Regions from separate parts of the Bos taurus genome. Here region 1 is linked to region 2. A link is a contact called in public Hi-C data. All regions are on one chromosome and are shown on one strand. The core of a region is the stretch at or near the end of the contact, and the rest is flanking DNA. Distances in the headings are between cores, read along the strand shown.

Region 1 (7,382 bases), core at 446-2,945, 160 kb before region 2:
GCTTGTCTTTTTTTCACTGTTTATGTTCAAGTTTTGAATTGCATGATTTTTATCCATTGTTTATCCTTTACTCAATACTGAACTTCAGTTCTCATCAGAATGAACTTTTTCTTAACTAGGAGCTCTCAAGGATTATATTGTTTCATAAAGAACTATTTCATTGCAATACCTGAAAGCACAAAAATTTCTTCTAGAGTTAATAGTGGAGAATGTTTGCCAAGTGTTTTAAAAAAATATGCTCATTTTAGAAAATATTTCCAAGCTTTCCATTCCTAAAATAAAAAAGCTAGTTGGTTATCATTCTATCTACACAATTTCATATTTTATTTTCACTTAATACATATTTTCCTACAACATAAAAATTTTCGAAAGAACATTCAATTCAAAGTGAGTAAAAATACATCAGAGGACCCTGTGTACAAATTCAGAACATCAGAAAGAGTGTTGGTAGCTCTCCCTCATACATATACAGTTGAAAGTATAAGATGCCTCAAGTAAAAATTTTTTAAATAGAAATTTTTAAAATGAAAAAATAAAAATTATAAAAAATATTCTGGTTTCACTTTTGTTAAATGTAATCTTTTAAATTCACCTTGATAATAGTCTGACAAAGTTTGATGCTAACCAAATAAATACTTTTTAAGGATTCAAAGAAAATAAGTATTTTTAATTAAAGAGACCAATAATGATGGTTCTAGAGCTGGAAAGTGTAAAGTGTTCCATAAAGTACTTCAGCCTCTATTGAGTGTCAGACTGTGTTGGGACTTACATTTCTGAACTATTCAGGAATTTATTAAAAGATTCAGAGCATGGAAAATGATGAATATAAAGCCAAAAATAAAAATGGCATTTTTCCAGTGGTGTGTTGTTATGCCTTTTGGAAGGATAGGAAAATATGGAAAGATTTCTCTGACTTTTTGTGGGCCAGAACACTAACTGGTTGATGAGTGTAAGTCTGAACTACCTTCGGACACCCTTAGGTTTGGCCAGTAAGTAGGGCTATAAACAGGTGGGTCACAAATCTAATGAACGACCTTCACCAGCACAATTTATTTTTCCTTTCCGGATCAGAGGGTGCCCAAAGAATTCGACCTCTAGCTCTTTAAGACAAGTTACTGTCTTCACAGCCTCCTAGGTATCAGCGTGACAGTCTCATAACTTCGGTCTGGGAAGAAAAAGAAATACACCACCACCCCCGGCCTCAGCCATACTTTGAGGTACCTGGGAACCCCCTGGATGTGAAGCAAGCGCCTCAGAAATAGAGGCCAACTGCCAGGGACTGCAGTAGGCAAAAAAAGGAGAGAAAACTTAAAGAGGTAGGTAGGAGGACGTTTTAATTCCTCTTCTATTTTAAACTTTGACTTGCAGTGCTTACATAGGAAAATTCTATAGCCTCTCCAGATTGAGGACCCCGCACAAGCATCCAGAGAAAGTGACCCACGATCAACCTTGTACCCCCAGGCCTAACGGGCCACTCCGTCCGGAACGTAATGGGTCAGCCGACAGCGGCCTCGAACGCGAACGCGTAGGGTAGGAGAGGCGGGAGATGGGGGCGGGACGACATGGCTGCCTGACGCTGATTGGCTGATGGAGTTCGTCGCCTGGTGCCATTTGTTGTTGGATAAGCGCACCAGACGCAGTCTGCGTCCTGCACGTGCAGCCGTTTAAGCCGCGTCAGCGCCTGTGAGGACCCCGGGAGAGCAAGCCGCGGAGAGGTGAGTAGGCCGCCGGCTCTTTTCCCAGTACAGGAGTCATCCCAACGCTCTGGCCTTCCTAGTAGTAGCTGGACTTCGGGCCAAGTGAAGAACCGTTGGGGTGGGTAGGGGTTTGAAGCTGTCCTTTGGGGTCTTTCTGCTTCCTGCCGGAGAGTCCAGTAGCACGGTGCGTGTCCGAAGTCTGGAGTTGAGGCCTGCAGGAAAGGCGAAGGAGCATTTTTGACCACCTGGTGCTACACCATCCGTGTTCAGAGAACAAGACTCTCAGAACACGGATGGTTGTAGAACTATTCGTGTATACACTTTCTTTCGCGAAAGTAGTTGTTTGTTGGAGACATTTGGGCCACCTAATCACCCCTTCCTTCCCTGCCAAACTTCAAGGCCTTGATCCCTGGTCAATCTCCCCCTCCCCGCCAAAGAAACTAAATAAACCCCACGCGAAATGTCGTACCCAGTTTTGAAGGGAGAAACCTTGAGTAGTGTCTGAAAAATTTCCCCTCCCCCTTAATATTCAGTAAGACGTACTGGGAACCCTTCGGTGAGAAAATAAATTCTGTCAACAGATTTTGGGGAAAAGCCTAGACTTCACCGGAACATGGTGATTGCTAGAGTGATTAGATAAGTGGTTCAACTAATTTTTTAAGGTAAAAAATTGGAAGCGCTCAGTAGTGTCCGACTCTTTGCGACCCCATGGACTATACAGTCCGTGGAATTCTCCAGGCCAGAATACTGGAGTGGGTAGCCATTCCCTTCTCTAGGGGATCCTCCCAACCCAGGGATCGAATCCAGGTCTCCCACATTGCAGGCGGATTCTTTACCGTCTGAGCCAAAAGGATGAATATAAATGGTCTCTCTCGGTAAGAAACAAAACTTTAATTGCTCTTTTTGCAAAAACTTCTGGGGAGGATCAACAGTTAATTGTGTAGTTTGGAGGTATATGTGTGAAAAGATGGTTTATGCTTTTAAAGGTACAACTGTGATCTCTGATTCTGACTGAGCCTAAATGTGCATGTTTGTATTTTTATAAAAACTGAACTGGAAGCCACCATGGGAGATGAAGATTGGGAAGCAGAAATAATCAAACCTCATATATCTTCCTATGTTCCTGTATTTGAGAAGGTAATAAAATTTAAAGTTTGTAGTTATTGAATGCTACAGATTTTATCAAAGTTGAAAATCTCTGTGGTGAGAAAGTTCATCTGTGGTGAGAAGCATGCTGTGCTTCTCCACCTGATGGTTATTAACTGTCTTATAGGGAATGATGAAGCATGCTAAGCCTCAAATAGAAGAAAACAGTCTGACGTAATGTAATAATTAAAACCTAAAACGGGTATAATATTATTAGCAACTTAATTTAAATCTCAGTGATTTAGAACTTATTGTGGGTGAAAGCAAGCTTGTGTTAATGTGGTTGAATGTCTCAGATATAGTTGTATAGAAAATGGAAAAATAAAATTCGTTTTTGGGTGGCAATTTGAATTCTGAAAATTGGTTTTATACAAGCAGGGGTCTCAAGTTGAAAACATTAGGCTGGTTCAGATGGTAACATCAGTTTGATCTTCAGATGTACAAATCTGCAGATCTTTTTCCTCAATAGCTTTTGAAAAGTTACACTGTAATTTAGGTGAGGGGGTTATGGAGTGGGTTTTTGGAATTTAGTTGTGACTTTAAGATGATGAACAGAGTCTACTTTGGAAAACAGTATATTTAATGGATTGCTTTTACATAAATTTTATCTACTTGAAAATGTCTCCAAAGGTCAAATTGTTTTCCTTTTAGGATTTCCAGTTTGTATTTATGTTAGTCAGTTCTGACACTTTCTATTTCAAGTGATATCTTATAGAAATTCTTAATTTACCCCAAAACATAAAATTTAATTCTTTGTCTGTCTTGAATTTGGTCTGTTTGCATATAAAGTTTAGATTAAAATACCTAAAATGTTAATCTGAATTTATAATGTTTCTTGCTTTGGGACTTGTTTTAGAAATAACATTTTTTTTGTATGTTATCTTTTTATAGTCTTCTTTATGTTACAATATCATAAAAATACTGTAAGACCAAAAGAGGTGAAACATTACCTAACAGTCTCGCTCACTAGCACAAATGCTCTGTTGAGGTTTTAGTAAATTTTCTACTGTATTTCCCAAACACATTTTTATATGGATTGTAATGATTGTACATTATAGTAATTTTTGATTTCAGCTTTTTCACTCTTCAGCACTAGCTATCCCGTATTACTAACTTCCTAAAAATAATTTCTTATGGTTATATAGTATTTAATGGACTAGAACTACCATAACATAATTAATTTTCTGTTGGTAGAAATTAAAGTGTTATCTTTGCACTGTAGTATTGTCATGAATATCTACAGTTTATTATTGGGGAGTATTTTTTTCAAAAATTGAATTACTTGGTCAAATAATTTTTTATGGTTCTTTTTTTCCCAGGTTCTTGGTAGATTTGTTCTAATAACACAGTTTAACTCACAAGTACAGATGTTCTTCCATTTGTACCAAAGTACCGTTTGGACTTGTCTAATTTTTACTTTTTCTTACTCTGAGATTTTGTCTTAACTAAGTATTATTCAAATGGTATACTGCACTGTAGCATGTTGTGCATGGTTATTGCAAAGGGTGTCTGAAATTGAGGATGGTCAACTGTCAGGCTTCCAGATTTACCTTTTGGGAGTCTTTGTGCTATTCAGTAACATACTTTGTTTCTTGATATTGGTCATACTGATTGAATATTAATTATGTTAATATTTCTACCTTACGATTCCTAGTACATATCTGTGTGGGGCCAATTTGTAGTAAATTTTTTACATTTGTCCACAAACTTAACATCTGATGCTAGATGTGCAGTTAGTAATTTGACCTACTTGACTTGAAGGAACATGATGGCTTTGTTTGCTTGTCTTCGTTGAATAAGCTGTGTAGAAGCTAATGAACATATGACATTTTTATGTAGGAGAAATCTGAGGTCTTTTCTTCAGCCTGTTTTCTTTTAAAGGCACCATTTGATTGGTTGGTCTAATTGGGTTTCTGTTTCAAGAAGTGACTGGGTTTCCCTTTTGTTCAATTTGTATTGGCTGTGACATCATCTTGGATTGGTAATAATATCTGTGATCAGCCTTTTCTTAATTTAAAAAATTGGGAGTATATTTGATTTACAATGTTGTGTTTCTGCTGTACAGCAAAATAGGTCAGTTATACATACACATATATTCATTTTTTATTTTGTATTCTTAATATAGGTCTTTAAAAAGTATTGAATAGAATTCCCTGTGCTATGCAGGAGGTTCTTATTATGTGATAAGCCTTTTCTGAGTGCTTCTAAGGATCCTTCTAAGGAGATTTAGTATTAACACAAACTTACATAATTTTGAACTAACAGGTTGCTCTTCTGGTAGATTTTAGAACTTCCCAATGCTAGTTTTTGAAGTGAATGTACCATGCGGGGATAGAATAATAAAAAAATGTGAGGTTGAGAAATATTTGGTAATCTAGCAGTTACAGTAGTCCAGAAATGGTTAGGCATTTGCACATTGTGTGCACACTTGTTGGGATGAGAGATGAAATGGATGAGCGTGATGAGTGTAAAAGTATACTGGGTTTGCTTGCTAGTTGTAATATTTCTTACTAAATGACTGATGAGTCTACACACTCATCTCTTCTGTCTGATCTTTTTGCCATTTTTCTGGTGTATTTCAGAAGGCATATACTCTTGTAATTAAAGTGGAAACTGCTCAAGATAATTAGTCCATCCACAATTATTATTTTGAAATTTATAATGTTTGAAATAATGTTAAGTTTTAAAATTTATAAATTGGTTCACTTGGATGAGTAAAGAGGTTATAAAAGTTTTATAGCTAAGTGTTCTAAAAATAGGTAACGTTAAGACCTAAGACTCATTCAACAAGTTTTTTTGAGCCTTATTAGATGCTGGAGCTAGTGGTGAACATGATAGATAAGGGGCTTGCTGGCATGGATGTTGTATTTTACTGGAGGAGACAGAATAAGCACATTAAAAATCACATACTAATAGTAAAAAGTATTAAATAATAATTTAATAATAATAGTAATAAGAGAATCAGGAAACTCTCTGTGTGAGGGAGAGAGGAAGAGTATTGGTATGGGTAGATTTAGATCATGTGGAGGGGAAAATATTCCTTGAGACTATGACTCATGAGCTGGAGACCTGAAAGAGTCCCAGTAACACATGATGTGCAAAGATCCTGAAGAGGAAACAAACTTGGGGTATCAGGACAACAGGAAGAAGTACAATGTATTAGTTGTCTATAGATGCTGTAACCAATTATCACAAACTAGATAGCTTACAGTAACAGAAAAATTTCTCTTATAGTTCTGGAGGCCAGAAGTTAGAAACCATGGTCTCAGCAGTGCTATTTTCCTTCAGTAGGCTCTTGGAGAGAATCCATGCTTCTTCCAACTTCTGGTGGTTATAGGCAGCCTTGGCTTGTGGCTGCATCTCTTTCTGTTGTCTTCACTTGGCCTTCTCTGTGTTTGTGTTAATACCCTTGGCCTTTCATAAGGACACTTGTGATGACATTTAGGACCCACTTGGATAATCCAGGGTAATCTCTTCATTTCAAAATTCTTAGTTATATTGGCTAGAACTTTTTTTTTCCAAATAATATAACACATATTTCAGAAATTAGGGCTTGATATCATTGAGTGTGATATCATTGAGTGGACATTATTCAATCTCCTATAGCTAGTATAGAGCTATTTGAAATCCTAAAAGATGATGCTGTGAAAGTGCTGCACTCAATATGCCAGCAAATTTGGAAAACTCAGCAGTGGCCATAGGACTGGAAAAGGTCAGTTTTCATTCCATTCCCAAAGAAAGGCAATGACAAAAAACTACCACAGAGTTGCACTCATCTCATGCTCTAGCAGAGTAATGCTCAGAATTTTCAAAGCTAGGCTTCAACATAAACTGAGAACTTCCAGATGTTCAAGCTGGATTTAGAAAAGGCAGAGGAACCAGAGATCAAATTGCCAACATCCGCTGGATCATAGCAAAAGCAAGAGAATTCCAAAAAAACACCTACTTCTGCCTCACTGACTATGCTAAAGCTTTTGACTGTGTGGATCACTTCAAACTGTGTAAAATTCTTAAAGAGATGGAAATACCAGACCACCTGACCTGCCTCCTGAGAAACCTGTATGCAAGGCCAGAAGCAACAGTTAGAACTGGACATGAAACAATGGTTTGGTTCCAAATTGGGAAAGGAGTACGTCAACGCTGTATATTGTCACCCTGCTTATTTAACTTATATGCAGAGTACATCATGTGAAATGCCAGGCTGAATGTAGCACAAGCTGGAATCGAGATTCCCAGGAGAAATATCAATAACCTCAGATATGCAGATGATATCAGCCTTATGGTCGAAAGCTAAGAGGAACTAAAGAGCCTCTTGATGAAAATGAATGAGGAGAGTGAAAAGGCTGGCTTAAAATTTAACATTCAAAAAACGAAGATCATGGTATCTGGTCTCATCACTTTGTGGCAAATAGATGGGGAAACAATGGAAACAGTGAGAGACCATTTTTTTGGGGTTCTAGAATCACTGCAGATGGTGACTGCAGCCATGAAATTAAAAGATGCTTGTTCCTTGGAAGAAAAGCTATGACCATCCTAGAC
Region 2 (7,455 bases), core at 2,341-4,840:
TGTGGGTTCTATCCCTGGTCAGAGAACTAAGATCCCATATGCCTCAGAGCAACTAAGCCTGCATGCCACAACTGGGGAGTCTGTGTGCTGCAATGAAAGATCCTACAGGACCCAACCAAGATCCTCTGTGACAACAAAGACCTGATGCAGCCAAAAATAAATAAAAAAAAAATGACTTTTTAAAAAGATACCTTGCGTGTGTGTTAGTCGCTCAGTCATGTCTGACTCTTTGTGACCTCATGGACTGTAGCCCACCAGGCTTCTCTGTCCATAGAATTCCCAGGGAAAAATACTGGAGTGGGTTACCATTCCCTTCTCTAGGGGTTCTTCCCAACCCAGGGATCTAAACCATGTCTCCCGCATTTGCAGATAGATTCTTTCCTGTCTGAGCCACCAGGGAAGCCCTTTAAGATACTAGATTTTCTTTAAAAAAAAAATATGGACTGCAAGTAGATATCTGACTACCTAAGTAACACCTCTGAAGTTTAAACATTCAAACTGTTCACATTATTTTCTTCAAGATCTCACTGAGAAATCGGGAGATCATTCTCTATTTGGAGCTGTCCTATTGTTTAGCCTGGAGATAACTCAGAGGCTGGTGTGTGGCTTGGACTTATTTGCCTTTTCTGATGTGTTCCTTTTTAAGGCTAATCCTGCTGCTGCTGCTAAGTCACTTCAGTCATGTCCAACTCTGTGCGACCCCATAGATGGCAGCCCACCAGGCCCCGTCGTCCCTGGGATTCTCCAGGCAAGAACACTGGAGTGGGTTGCCATTTCCTTCTCCAATGCATGAAAGCAAAAAGTGAAAGTGAAGTCGTTCAGTCGTGTCCGACTCCTAGCGACCCCATGGACTGCAGCCTACCAGGCTCCTCCGTCCATGGGATTTTCCAGGCAAGAGTACTGGAGTGGGGTGCCATTGCCTTCTCCCAAGTCTAATCCTAAGCCTGTCTATTTTATCTTCCATCCCAGACAATGACCTCTGAGAGCAAGCCTGTCCTCTTTTCTATTAGAACCCTCCTGATTGAGTTTTTCACTCCTGTTTCACTTCATTCGTTCATTTTCTCATTTTCTTTGTCTGCAAGGGTAAGACTGAATAAAATAGTCTGTAAGGATCCATACTGGCTTTCCTTTTTTTTCTCGAATTTTTGTTTTTTGACTTGCTGAATGTATGTGCTGCTTTTAAACAGCTTTTGCCCTTGGGTAGGGGTGGAAGGGAGTTGGGGATGGAAATCGGCAGAAGCTTTCACATTGGAGGTGGAGAAGTGGGCAGGTTTCTAACTTCCCATGGTTATGCAACTCTGGGTAAAACAGAATCTGAGACACACACTAAAAATTAAAAGAAATTCACTAACGAATTAAAAAGTCTGTTCTGTCTATACATTCATCCAGCTCTTTTTATAAACAAGATTTTTCAAGCACCTATAAATATCAAACACTACGCTAGGTGCCAGAGACTGAGAGACAAGTAAGACAGGGACCCTGCCTCCAGGGGTTCAGCTCCCTAGTCAGAGAGAGAGATAAACACTGGCATCGATCTGGTCTCAGGACACAGGAGGCCCTTAACTCCATGGGGAAAGAGAGAGGAAGAGAATGGAAAAGGCTCACCCAGGAAGATATGTGTGAGGCTTTTATTGGTGAGTAGGTAAGAATTTTCCAGTTGAGCTACTTCAAATCCTAAAAGATGATGTTGTGAAAGTCCTGCACTCAATATGCCAGCACATTTGGAAAGCTCAGCAGTGACCACAGGACTGGAAAAGGTCAGTTTTCATTCCAATCCCAAAGAAAGGCAATGCCAAAGAATGCTCAGACTACCGCACAATTGCACTCATCTCACACACTAGCAAAGTAATGCTCAAAATTCTCCAAGCCAGGCTTCAACAGTATGTGAACCATGAATTTACAGGTTTTCAAGCCGGTTTTAGAAAAGACAGAAGAACCAGAGATCAAATTGCAAACATCTGCTGGATCATCAAAAAAGCAAGAGAGTTCCAGAAAAACATCTATTTCTGCTTTATTGACTATGCCAAAGCCTTTGACTGTGTGGATCACAACAAACTGTGGAAAATTCTGAAAGAGATGGGAATACCAGACCACCTGATCTGCCTTTTGAGAACTCTGTATGCAGGTCAGGAAGCAACAGTCAGAACTGGACATGGAACAACAGACTGGTTCCAAATAGGAAAAGGAGTATGTCAAGGCTGTATATTGTCACCCTACTTATATACAGAGTATATCATGAGAAATGCTGGGCTGGATGAAGTACAAGCTGGAATCAAGATTGCCGGGAGAAATATCAATAACCTCAGATGTGCAGATGACACCACCCTTATGACAGAAAGTGAAGAACTAAAGAGCCTCTTGATGAAAGTAAAGAGGAGAGTGAAAAAGTTGGCTTAAAACTCAACATTCAGAAAACTAAGATCATGGCATCTGATCCTATGGCAAATAGATGGGGAAACAGTGTCAGACTTTATTTTTTGGGCTCCAAAATCACTGCAGATGGTGATTGCAGCCATGAAATTAAAAGACATTTGCTGCTTGGAAAGAAAATTATGACTAATCTGGACAGCATATTAAAAAGCAGAGACATTACTTTGCCAACAAAGGTCCGTCTAGTCAAGGCTATGGTTTTTCCAGTAGTCATGTATGGATGTGAGAGTTGGACCAAAAAGAAAGCTGAGCGCCGAAGAATTGATGCTTTTGAACTGTGGTGTTGGAAGACTCGAGAGTCCCTTGGACTGCAAGGAGATCCAATCAGTCCATCCTAAAGGAGATCAGTCCTGAATATTCATTGGAAGGACTGAAGCTGAAGCTGAAACTCCAATACTTTGGCCACCTGATGTGAAAAGCAGACTCATTTGAAAAGACCCTGATGCTGGGAAAGATTGAAGGTGGGAGGAGAAGGGGATGACGACAGAGGATGAAGTGGTTGGATGGCATCACCAACTCCATGGACATGAGTTTGAGTGAACTCTGGAAATTGGTGATGGACAGGGAGGCCTGGCATGCTTTAGTCCCTGGGGTCACAAAGAGTCGGACACGACTGAGTGACTGAACTGAAATGAGGTAAGAATTTTCCAGCTGAGCTATGGATTGTGGCCAGGAGACCATTTTAGAAGAAATTATATGCATGGGCCAGGAGATAGGAAGAAACACAATAAGGTCTGGTAACTAGCGAGTGTATACCTGGAGAGGAGGCTGTCTGAAGCTGGAAAAACAGGATCAGAAGATGAAGCCTGGAAAGCAAATGTCGACCTTTTGGTTGGAGCAGCAGTACTCTTGCCTGGCGAATCCCATGGGCGGAGGAGTCTGGTAGGCTGCAGTCCATGGGGTTGCTAGGAGTTGGGCACGACTGAGCGATTTCACTTTCACTTTTCACTTTCATGCATTGGAGAAGGAAATGGCAACCCACTCCAGTGTTCTTGCCTGGAGCATCCCAGGGATGGGGGAGCCTGGTGGGCTGCCGTCTATGGGGTCGCACAGAGTCGGACACGACTGAAGCGACTTAGCAGCAGCAGCAGCAGCAGCAGGACCTCAGTGGGCCCTTCCTGCTGCCAATGCTGCCCTCTAGTGGATTAGCTGCAGTTGGGCAGGTACAGCTGGAAAACCACTTTGCAAAAAAGGCCTCTGAAGAGGTTAGGCTGGGAGGTGGTACCTGTGCTTAGCAGCAGACATGTGAAGTTCATGGCAGAACCAACCAGCACAGGAGTGTGATCCGAGCACTCAGGAAAAATGCCCTCCCCTAGATCTTTTGGTCACTGGCTGCAGTTGTCAGGCTCCACCGTTGTTTTTTTAATACAGTAATGAGACTGCATGGGCTTCGCTGGTGGCTCAGATGGTAAAGAATCTACCTGCAATGTGGGAGACCTGGTTTTGATCCCTGGGTTGTGAAGATCTCCTGAAGGAAGGCATGGCAACCCCCTCCAGTATTCTTGACTGCAGAATCCTTATGGACAGACGAGCCTGGTGGGCTACAGTCCATGCGGTCACAAAAAGTCGGACATGACTGAGAGACTAAGCATGCACAGTGAGAATGCAGAAGCTGTGTTAACAGGCATCATGCTTGGGAAGGAGGGACGCCTTTACTTCTCTCTTAGGTCTTTCTACATGTGGCTAGAGCAAATGCGTGTGCTGAGGGTGATCTCCACAAGGCAGCCGTGAGCAGTGGTGTGAAGTGAGATCTTAATTCCCTGACCAGGAATTGAACTGAGGCAGCCTGAACATGAAAACCACAATCAGAGAAAGTGAACCAACATGATCACATGGATCACAGCCTTGTGTAGCTCAGTGAAGCTATGAGCCATGCCATGCAGGGCCACTGAAGATGGATGGGTCATGGTGGGGAGTTCTGACAAAACGTGGTCCTCCGGAGAAAGGAATGGCAAGTGACTTCAGTATCCTTGCCTTGAGAACCCCATGAATAGTGCTAGGCTTCTCAGGCAGCTCTAGTGGTAAAGAACCCACCTTGCCAATTCAGGAGACTTAAGACAACGCAGGTCGGGGAATTAAGAGGATCCGTGGGTCGGGAAGATCCCCTGGAGAAGGAAATGGCAACCCACCCCAATATCTTGCCTGGAGAATCCCATGGAATGAAGAGCACTGTGGGCTCTTCCATAGTATCGCACAGAGTCAGACACGACTGAAGTGACTTAGCACAGCACAGCTCATCCTTGGCTCAAGAACCCCATGAACAGTATGAAAAAGCAAAAAGATTTGACGCCAGAAGATGAGCTCCCCCAGCTTGGTAGTTGTCCAATATGCTACTGGGCAAGAGCAGAGAGATAGCTCCAGAAAGAAAGAAGAGGCTGGTCCAAAGCAGAAATGACACCCAGCTCTGGATGTGTCTGATAGTGGAAGTCCAATGCTGTACAGAACAGTACTGCATAGGAACCTGGAATGTCAGGTCCATAAATCAAGGTAAATCAGAGGTTATCAAGCAGGAGATGGCAAGAGTGAACATTGACATTTTAGGAATCAGCAAACTAAAACGGACTGGAAATGGGTAAATTTAAATCAGATGGCCATTATATCTACTACTGTGGGCAAGAATCCCTTAGAAGAAATGGAATAGTCCTCATAGTCAAGAAGAGTCTGAAATGCAGTACTTGGGTGAAGTCTCAAAAATGACAGAATGATCTCGGTTCATTTCCAAGGCAAACCATTCAACATCACAGTAATCCAAGTCTATGCTCCAACCACTAATGCTAAAGAAGCTGAAGTTGAACAGTTCTATGAAGACCTCCAAGACCTTCTAGAACTAACACCAAAAAAAAAAAAAAAAAAGTCCTTTTTATCATAGGGGATTGGAATGCAAATGTAGGAAGTCAAGAGATACCTGGAGTAATAGGTAAGTTTGGCCTTGGAGTACAAAGTGAGGCAGGGTAACGACTAACAGAGTTTTGCCAAGAGGACACACAGTCATAGCAAACACCCTCTTCCAACAATACAAGAGAAGACTCTACACATGGACATCACCAGATGGTCAACACTGAAATCAGATTGATTATATTCTTTGCAGTCAAAGATGGAGAAGCTCTATGCAGTCAGCAAAAACAAGACCTGGAGCCGACTGTGGCTCTGATCATGAACCCCTTATTACAAAATTCAGGCTTAAATTGAATTAAGTAGTGTAAACCATAGGCCATTCAGGTATGACCTAAATCGAATCCTTTATCATTATTCAGTGGAGGTGATAAACAGATTCAAGGATTAGATGTGGTAGACAGAACACCTGAAGAATTATGGAAGAAGGCTCACAACACAGTACAGGAGGCAGTACCAAAACCATCAAAGAAATTCAAGAAGGCAAAAGGGGTCTGAAGAGGCCTTTGAGAAGATAAATAGCCGAGAAAAGAAGAGAAGTGAAAGGCAAAGGAGAAAGGTAAATATATACCCAACTGAATGCAGAGTTCCAGAGAACAGTCAAGAGAGATAAGAAACCCTTCTTAAGTGAACAATGCAAAGAAAGAGGAAAATAGTAGAATAGGAAGGACTAGAGATCTCTTCAAGAAAACTCGAGATACCACAGAACATTTCATGCAAAGACATACACAATAAAGGACAAGAATAGCAAGGACCTAGCAGAACCAGAAAATATTAAGAAGCGGTGGCAAGAATCCACAGAACTGTACAAAAAAGGTCTTCACAACCTGGATAACTATGATGGTGCGACCAATCGCCTAGAGTCAGACAACCTGGAGTGTGAAGTCAAGTGGGCATTATGAAGCATTACTATGAACAAGTGCTTCCCTGGTGGCTCAGTTGGTAACGAATCCGCCTGCAATGCAGAATACCTGGGTTCAATCCCTTGGCTGGGAACATCCCCATTCCAGTATGCTTGCCTAGAGAATCCCCATGGACAGAGGAGCCTGGTGGGCTACAGTCCACGGGGTCACAAAGAGTCAGACATGACTGAGCAACAAAGTAGCTAGTGGAGGTGATGGAATCCCAGCTGAGCTATTTCAAATCCTAAAAGATGATGCTGTGAAAGTGCTGCACTCAAAATGTCAGCAAATTTGGAAAACTCAGCAGTGGCCACAGGACTGGAAAAGGACAGTTTTCATTCCAATCCCAAAGAAAGGCTATGCCAAAGAATGTTCAAACTACCACACAATTGCACTAGTTTCACATGCTAGCAAGGTAATGCTCAAAATCTTTCAAGCTAGGGTTTAATAGTATGTGAACCAAGAACTTCCAGATGGAAGCTCTGGACTTAGAAAAACAGAGGAACCAGAGATCAAATTGGCAACATCTGATGGATCATAGTAAAAGCAAGGGAATTCCAGAAAAACATCTACTTCTGCTTCATTGACTACACTAAAGTCTTTGTGTGGATCACAACAAACTGAGGAAAATTCTTAGAGATGGGAATAGCGCTGTGGACAGTGACTGCAGTCAAGAAATTCAGACACTTGCGCCTTGAAAGAAAAGTCATGACAAAGCTAGACAGCATATTTAAAAGCACGGACATCACTTTGCCGACAAAAGTTCGTATAATTGGAACTATGGTTTTTCCAGTAGTCACGTAGGGATGTGAGATTTGGATTCTAAAGAAGGCTAAAGAGCGTCAGAATTGATGCTTTCAAACTGTGGTGCTGGAGTAGACTCTTGAGTATTCCTTGGACAGCAAGGGACAAACCAGTCAATTTGTTGATCAAACCAGTCAATCCTGAAGGAAATCAATGCTGAATATTCATTGGAAGGACTAATGCTAAAGCTGAAGCTCCAATACTTTGGCCACTGATGTGAAGGGTCGACTCATTGGAAATAACCCTGATGCTGGGAAAGATTGAGGGCAAGAAAAGACGGGGGTGACAGTGAGATGGTTGTGTTAGGTAGTTAGAATAGGAAAAAGGAGTCCAAAATAGTGGTGTCTAAAAGAAGCAGAAAAGCCCTCGAAAAGGGAACAAAGGAAAAATCCACAGACCGGAGTGAGAACCTCAGATGAAACAAACA

The links. Hi-C and Micro-C count contacts between places; a contact is called where the count stands out from the background.
Region 1: a Hi-C map of liver shows a contact between it and region 2, with 2.7 times the contacts expected there. The contact joins the promoter of DDX4 here to the enhancer-like site in region 2. A contact is called at or near these places in 2 of 11 Hi-C or Micro-C datasets (liver and skin fibroblasts).

What each region holds. Positions count from the first base shown.
Region 1 is chr20:23,418,887-23,426,268 of ARS-UCD2.0, reverse strand. DDX4 (DEAD-box helicase 4) reads left to right here and starts at 1,695. Exons shown (of 21, transcript NR_103807.1): 1 at 1,695-1,715; 2 at 2,758-2,834.
Region 2 is chr20:23,257,211-23,264,665 of ARS-UCD2.0, reverse strand. No RefSeq gene overlaps it. Among named protein-coding and RNA genes, the nearest start is that of MIR2359, 62 kb to the right of the region's middle. Within about 2 kb of position 3,590, at least 7 of the 102 cell types and tissues checked have an H3K27ac peak or open chromatin away from gene starts, as enhancers often do. A contact at or near this core is called in liver, where this site is marked.